2 separate regions of the Canis lupus genome follow, and region 1 is linked to region 2. Evidence: chromatin contacts called from public Hi-C data. All regions are on one chromosome and are shown on one strand. The core of a region is the stretch at or near the end of the contact, and the rest is flanking DNA. Distances in the headings are between cores, read along the strand shown. Region 1 holds the start of ZNF706 (zinc finger protein 706). Region 2 has its middle 90 kb from the start of YWHAZ.

Region 1 (3,871 bases), core at 688-3,187, 300 kb after region 2:
CTTGACTTCCAACAACTCACTGCATTGATTTCCTTTCTGAAAGCAGAAATGCAAACGAACGAGCCACCTGCTTTTGGGCAGCTCAACTCAGGAACTGCTCTCAAGCCACTCGAATTTTCTACAAAATCTTAAGCACGACTTCTTAATTGCACAGGACAAACTGAGGCCCGCAGGACCCCTTAAGCGCAGGTTGTTAACGTAACTCTGTGTGGTTTTCTCAGAACGCTGCGGAGAGGGAAGTAGAACCAAGAGTTCTCTCCAAAATGAAGAGCTCTTACCGAGGCAACAAGTAAGCAGTGCCCCCCCCCCCCCCCGGAAAAGATCCCCTTAAAACCAAAACAGACGAGCAAGAAAAATGTTGGGATCCAGGAAGTAGGAGCATTCTCCACAACCCTCTGAAACCAAGAGGCCCGGGCTGATCGACGTTCCGACCCTAGCTCTTAGCCCCGTCCCGTCGGGGGAGGGAAGAGGAAAGCGCAGGAGAAGGTCGACCCCGGCCCCGGGCGGGGAGCCCCGTCCTCACCCCTCCTCAGCCGCCACACAGCCCCCACCTACCCGCCGCTTCCCACAGACCCCGGCCCGAGGCGCGCCTCCCGGGCTTCGGCTGCCGAAACCCGGCCCCTCCGGCCCCGGCTCCAGAAGCCCAGCGGCGGCGGCCGCCACGGGGTAAGGTTACCGCCGCGCTCGGCTGCCGCGGGCGGCCTGCACCCCGCCACCTGCAGGGCCCGGCAGGCGCCGAGCTCCCCGCCGCCGCGCCCGCGCCCGCGCCCGCGCCCGCGCCCGCCCCCGCGCCCGCACAGGGCCGGCCCGGCCCGGCCCCGCCGCCGCCTGGAAGGCCCGGAGGCCGGCGGCCCCTCGCGACCCGCCGCGACCCCGCCGCCAGGCCCCCACCCGGCTCCCCGACGTCCTGCGGCGTCAGCGCCGCCCCCGCAGCCGCTCACCCGGGCCGGGACAGGCTTGCGTCGGAGACCGCGCAGCGCGAGGCGGCCGGGGAGGTGGCCGGAGGGAGAGGAGGGGGAGCGCGCCCAGCACCGCTTCGGCCGCCTCCACCCGCCGAGGACGGGAAGAGGAGAGCACAACAGCCCGCGCCTCGCGCCCGCCGCCGCCGCCGCCGCCGCCGCGCGCGCCCGCCGCCGCCTCAGCCTCGGGGGAGGCCACTACGCTCGTGCCCGCGCACGCCGCGCAGCGCTCCCAGGCGCCCCAGCGCCCGCCCGCCCGCCGCCCACTCGCCTTCCTGCTGCGGCCGCCTCCCCCGCCCCGCCCCTGCTCGCACGCCGCCGCCCTTTCCGGTCGCACGGGCCAATGGCAGCGCGCCCCTGTTACATAAGCGTCGGGGGGCGGGGCCTGGCGGCGCCGGCGGCCCCTGCGCGACGGGAACTGCGGGGGACGTCGCCCCGTGTCCCCGGCGCCCCGCCCCGGCCGCGTGCTCTCTGGGCGGCTTCTGCCGGCGCGGGAGCCGCGTGATGCCGGTCCTGCTGGGTGACGGCCCGCGGCGTGTTTCGCAAGTCGCTCGCCAGCTCCCTCGGTGGGGCGGCGGCCGGGCCTCGGGCCCCGCGTCCCTTCTCACCCGCCTCCCGCCCCGCCGGCGCCTGCAGTGCCGCGGCCCGGGGACCGGCCCCGAGAGCTGCGCGGGCGCCGGAGACCGTGGGGCCCGGGGCGCCCGCCGCCCCCGCCGCGCCCGCCGCCCCCGCCGCCCCCGCCGCGCCCGCCGCCCCCGCCGCCCCCGCCGCCCCCGCCGCGGCCGCGCAGCCTTTGTTCTTTCGCGCACCGGCCCGCAGCCTGGTTCCCACGGAAACCACGGTTATTTTTACCAGTCTGGGGGGTTAGGGAGTTGAGGATTCCAGCCGCACTGCCTCGGCGCCGCTGGCTGGGTCCCCGGCCGGCTCCGCCATCTACTACCAATGCGCAGAGTTGCTAGTACTGGGGGAAATGGCTAAGTTGAATTTGGTTGTTGTTTGCGTCTTGATTTACAGGCCACGACCTCAACCTCCAGTACCTGATTAAGAACTATTGCGGTTGTGATCTGCTGATCATCTGGAAATGGCATTTTAGACTTTGGCTTTACGCCGCCTCTCCCCCGCCCCGCCCCCCACCGCGCGCGTTGGTTTCTAATTAGATTTATTAGTAACGAGGAAAAGGGAAGCCTTTGTGTTTGGCGTCCTCACCTTGCCCATAGCGTCCACGCTCCACTCGCCTGTCAGTACCCAGGAGAAGCGAGTTTAATATAAACTCGGGGGAGTGGGATACAGTCGTGACAGAATGGTTCAAAATAAGCGGGAAGGAGCTAGCAGCTCGTCGCATTTGGGTAGCATACAATGATCTGGTTGATAAGTCCTTCCTTATCCTCATTTCAGCCTCTCTCATCTTTACTTTCATATCTCTCCCCGTTTTATCATTTTTATTTTTTTAAACACTCTTTTTTGATATTTTATTTATTTATTCATAGACACAGGGAGAGAGGGGGCAGAGACACAGGCAGGGAGAAGCAGGCTCCACGCAGGGAGCCCGACGTGGGACTCGATCCGGGGTCTCCAGGATCACATCCCAGGCTGCAGGCGGCACCAAACCGCTGCGCCACCGGGCCTGCCCCTCTCCTGGTTTTAAATTGACGTTCTTAAATCTTACCGATACCTCTCCAATATTGAGCTGCAAGCTCATTTTCATCACCATATGCTCAGTGCCTAGCAGTGTGCTAAACATGGTAGGCACTGATTAAATGGATGTTGGCCAAATGAACTGGAGGTATCTAAAGAAAGCAAAACTTTGGACATAGCATGAAGCTCTAGCTTAGTCAGTAGTCACCACAACCATAATGACTGTGTTAACCTGGCTAACAGGAGGGGGATGAGGTACTCAGAGAACCTAAAGACAGGAAATCCAAAGAGCTGCGTTTGTCTAGCCATGAATCAGAGTGGGCAGTGGAAAGGGACAGAGAAATTTGGCAGGCTGAAATAAGTCTTACCTGGAGAGGGGATTTTTGCTGTGAGGCGATATTACTATGCCACTTGTTACCGATGCCTAGACGAAATATCCATTTAAGCTAGTGTTTCTTAAAATTCTGCATTATACCACCTTTTAGGTATGGTAAAAGCTAAGGACTTTGCCCCCAGAAAGTTCGTATACATAGAAATTTATCTCCATTGGTAGAGTTTCTCAACCTTGGCACCACTGACACTTTGGGCTAGATAATTTGTTGCTCTGGGGGGCCTGTCCTAGGGATTGTAGGATGTTTGGCAATACCCCTGCTCTGTAACCTTTTGATGCCAATATCATGCTATCTCCAGTCGTCACAAATGAAAAATGTGTCCATATCTTTCCAAGTGTCCTCTGGGGGTCAAAATCTCCCCTGGTAAAAACTGCTGCTTACAGGATATGGTATTATGGTAACTTTATATGTTGGTTAGGGCATTTGAAATATGAAGGGAAGAAAGGAATGGATAAGATTCAACATCTGAGAAGTGATGAACAGTAAACGAAAAGTGGATGAATTAGCATTACTACCAGCTGGTGTCCTACTTATTCTATAGAAATGTGACAGCAACTGGGATATGAAAACCTTAGAAGGATTTTTAGACACATTGCTGGTTTTAATTGTGAATGCTGCAGTATTTCTATTGACTAGTTCTCTTCTACCTTTAGACAATTACTCGAGGTTAATATACAGTAATCATATGCCTATTTTTTTTAAAGATTTTATTTATTTATTCATAGACAGAGAGAGAGGCAGAGACACAGGCAGAGGGAGAAGCAGGCTCCATGCAGGGAGCCCGATGTGGGTGGGACCCGATCCCGGGTCTCCAGGATCACACCCCAGGCTGCAGGCGGCGCCAAACCGCTGCGCCACCAGGGATGCCCCCATATGCCTATTTTC
Region 2 (3,879 bases), core at 1,023-3,522:
ACATATTTTATAATCAGAAAAAATCAGGTTATACATTGAATAACAATGAGCAAGAAACGAATGAATGGCCAGCATGTGTGTGAGAGAGAGAAAGAAGAGGGGAAAAGGAGAAAGTGTGGGGAGGTGCAGTGGTGAGATACAAACAGATATTTTATGTGACAAGGTTTGAACAAAGCCCCTAATGCTGGGCCTTCCATTTGCCCCACTAACTCCACTTTCTCCCTTTTCCTTTCTTTTCTGTGCCTGGGGAGGCAGACCCACGTGGGCACCACTGATGACTTCCTGGGCCTATTGGCCACTGCCTGGGTTTTCCAAATGGGGGTGCACTGGCAAAGATCAGAGAGTGGAAGCATGAGATCAGGATATATTCCCCAAGTTCCTTCCCTGAACCAATGCCAAGGATATGCTGCAGGCTGTAGACTGTGTCCTTCTAGCAAATTCCACAGCTCCTGTTTGGAGGCCCTGTCCAGGCAGCCATCATCCCCTCTGTATACCCCCCTCATTCCCCATCAAGTGTAGTGCTATAAAGTTTCTCGCTTTGGTCAACCCCCGGGTTCTGTGTGATCGCTTACTTGTTTCTGGGAATTCTCCCCATAACTTTGTAAATTGCTCATTTTGAGTGTACCATCTGTTTCCAGCAGGGATCTTGACTAATACACAAGTGTGTGTGTGTGTGTGTGCGTGCGTGTGCATGCGTGCATGCGTGTGTGTGTGTTTAAGCTACTATCAAGAGAAATAGTTTTCTTCCAAATATCCTATAGTTATATCTAAACGTTCTATTTTGTTCTATAAATACACAGCCAGTATGTAACATACATCTCAGTCCACAATTACAGGTACCAAATACTTTTGTCATTTTCTATAGCTCGATTTAATATCTATTTTGCATCTCCATCCCACTGGGGTGGCAAAACATAGGGTCGCCCAGTGTGGGATTTACTCCTCCACCTCTTTCCCCAGTCTGGTATCTGAGTAATGGAGAGTCTCCTGCTATCGAGGTGCTGCTGGTCGGTGGGATGTCATCTGGCCACGTGGGCAGCTGCCAGGCCACCCCGTGCCCCGCTTTGTTCTCAGTCAGCAATTCAAGAGGTTTGGTGAGCCTTCTACTTCTATGCTATCCACACATTTCTATGCGGTTTTTGTGTTACTCTGGGGCATGGGAAAGTCTGGGAGGCTGCGTAAGCCCCACCTGTCAGGTCAGGCGTGCAGCCACTTTTTCTCTAGTCTTGCCACTTCCTCGGGGCGCTGCCAGGGAAGCATAACACCAGTCCCACTGCTGCTTTCACTCTGGCTTTCCACAGCATATCTCAGAGTCTCCCCGGGTCTCAGCCTGTGGTCTCTTGGGGACCCACCAATGCCCATCCTTAAATTGTTTCTCTTGCAGGGTTATTTCCCCTCCAGCCAAGGAAACTTATTTTCTAGTCTGTATTGTGGGGAAGCTTCCTCATTGCCTATTCTCCTAAATACTCGGCTTAATAGATGCTCAAGCTATGTAGGTTCATCTGTAAGGCTAATTTGGTAGTAATTATGAAGTTGGTACAAAACATAATCACTTCAGAAAAGTTCAGCATTAAAAAAAAGAAAAGTTCAGCATTGTGACGGGTGTGTAGAGGATGTTAGATTCATTCTATCCTAATTTTCTCTTTCACACACTGTACACAATCATGTGCATTTAAAACTTTGGGGAGGGACGCCTGGGTGGCTCAGTGGTTGACCATCTGCCTTTCGCCTAAGGCATGATCCCGGGGTCCCAGGATCGAGTCCCATATCGAAGTTACTGCTTCTCCCTCTGCCTGTGTCTCTGACTCTCTGTGTGTCTCTCAGGAATAAAATCTTAAAAAAAATAAATAATAAAACTTTGGGGAGAACAGGCTTCAGGCAGGCATATGGCACTTTTTAATGAAAGACAATACTGTACTCTTACAAGGGAAAATCCTGTACATTCCTTTTCTTTCAAAGTAGTTTAATGCAAGTTTTCCAATTTGGGTATGTACAAAAGTTTCACAAATTAGAACTTCTTAAAAGTCACTTATTTGGAGAGAAACTGCTAGGCCTGCAGATATAATTTTCTGCCACTAGATGTCTCTGAGTCTTAAAGTAGCACAGCAATGAGGTTTGTGTCTATTTATATACACACAGCACCTACCTCCCAGTTACAGTTTCATAATCCTCTTATGTAATGCTGGGTCCTCAGCTACAGTTAATCATCAGTTGGGAAATGGGTGGGGGAAGGGTGTCCCAAGGGCTGTATGCCCCCACGACAGGGCCAGAAATGCTGAGAGAAGGGTCTGTTCTTGTGTGACCACACAGAACCTCCCGGTTCTGAAATTTGCCCATGCCCTGGGCAGGGAAGGCATGGGCAGGGAAAACAGAGCTGCCTGTGACATGTGACCAGCTGGATGCAAAGACCAAATCATCCTTTCTTACAGATTGGAACCAGCAGAGGAGCTAGTGGGCTGAGTAACAGCTCAGCCCTGCATCTGTCCCCTGGCTGCAGGCGCCACTTAAAACCCTCCCACCCGCCACACCTGCCCCCCATCTGCTGGGGGACCAGGGAACCCCACAGCCAGCAAATGCCACAGAATTCTCTCCAGACTCCTATACATATTGTCAAGGCATCTCACCAATCTGTTTTCTATGGTACTTTCCTTTTTTTTTTTTTTTTTTTTTAAGATTTTGCCTATTTATTCATGAGAGACACAGAGAGAGGGGCAGAGACATAGGCAGAGGGAGAAGCAGGCTCCCTGCAGGGAGCTCGATGTGGGACTCGATCCTGGGACCCCAGGATCATGACCTGAGCCAAAGGCAGGTGCTCAACTGCTGAGCCACCGAAGCATCCTCTCTATGGTGCTTTCCTGCACGTGTCTGTCTGCCAGCTTGGACAGACACTCCCGGAGGGTACAGACTGCTCCTGTTCATCTTTGCAGCCCCTACAGCACCACGTCCAGTGCTTTCTATGAAGGTATATAGTGGATGTCTGTTGCAGCCAATGCATGATCATGGATGATGTGAGAAGGCTGATGAAATTATTCACCACGGATGAGATTTTGAACCTTAAAAAAAATAGCTCAAGTCCTCCAATAACAGAAATCACCTTAAATGAATGCCCACCCCAATGGTTATTTGGAAGCTGATTTATGCAGCTCCTTAAAGCCTATCATTTCAGTGCAAGAGTTAAACGTGTGTACTGTATAGTAAGAATCCCTGGGGTGAACCTGAGCCCCAATATCTATTAGTTCTGTGACCTTGTGGCAGGAGACAGGTAATCTCTGGCTCAGTTATGAACAATCACAGTATTCATTCCATAGATTTGTGAAGATTCAGTAAGTTAATTTTCATCACCTGCTTCACATAGCTCCTGGCACACCGTCATGGCTCAATAATGGTTAAAAGCTGGGGACCAAAGTGACAATGCCTCCAGTTCAAACCCTTCTCTGTTTAATTTAGACAGGTTACATAAACTCTCCAGGCCTCAGTTCTCTAGTCTGTAAAGTGGGGATAATGCTACTTAGTTCATAGGGGGAATAAGTGACGTAAGCTACCAACCCACGTTAGCTAATATCAGCATCACACTTCAGTCCTTACAACATTAAGCAAACAGCTCGAGGACAGAGTGGTCAAGAGATCAGGCGTCGGTCATGACAACACATTCACAATATTGGCAACTCCTCATTTTTCTTTAACTCCTTACTTTTGTATGATTTTGTAAAGCAGTTTATATTTATTATTTTACTTGGATCCTAAAGCCCTTCTGGCTCATTTTAATCCAGAGGATGCTGATAATTAGTAAAACAAATGGTTTCAGGCTTCCTTGTTCCATCAGAGGACAAGGAAAGCCAAGAATGAAGGTAGTTGGGCAAAGGAGAGAAAGGAAGGAAG

Evidence for each region. A called contact is a pair of places that touch in the nucleus more often than the background predicts.
Region 1: a contact with region 2 is called in a Hi-C map of blood, with 4 times the contacts expected there. The contact joins the promoter of ZNF706 here to the enhancer-like site in region 2. A contact is called at or near these places in 3 of 9 Hi-C or Micro-C datasets (amygdala and blood).

What each region holds. Positions count from the first base shown.
Region 1 is chr13:3,106,756-3,110,626 of UU_Cfam_GSD_1.0, forward strand. ZNF706 (zinc finger protein 706) reads right to left here and starts at 1,938. Exons shown (of 4, transcript XM_038555218.1): 1 at 1,812-1,938. It overlaps LOC119864266 (a long non-coding RNA gene), which reads left to right and starts at 47. Exons shown (of 2, transcript XR_005368442.1): 1 at 47-289.
Region 2 is chr13:2,802,134-2,806,012 of UU_Cfam_GSD_1.0, forward strand. No RefSeq gene overlaps it. Among named protein-coding and RNA genes, the nearest start is that of YWHAZ, 90 kb to the right of the region's middle. Within about 2 kb of position 2,273, at least 14 of the 20 cell types and tissues checked have an H3K27ac peak or open chromatin away from gene starts, as enhancers often do. A contact at or near this core is called in blood, where this site is marked.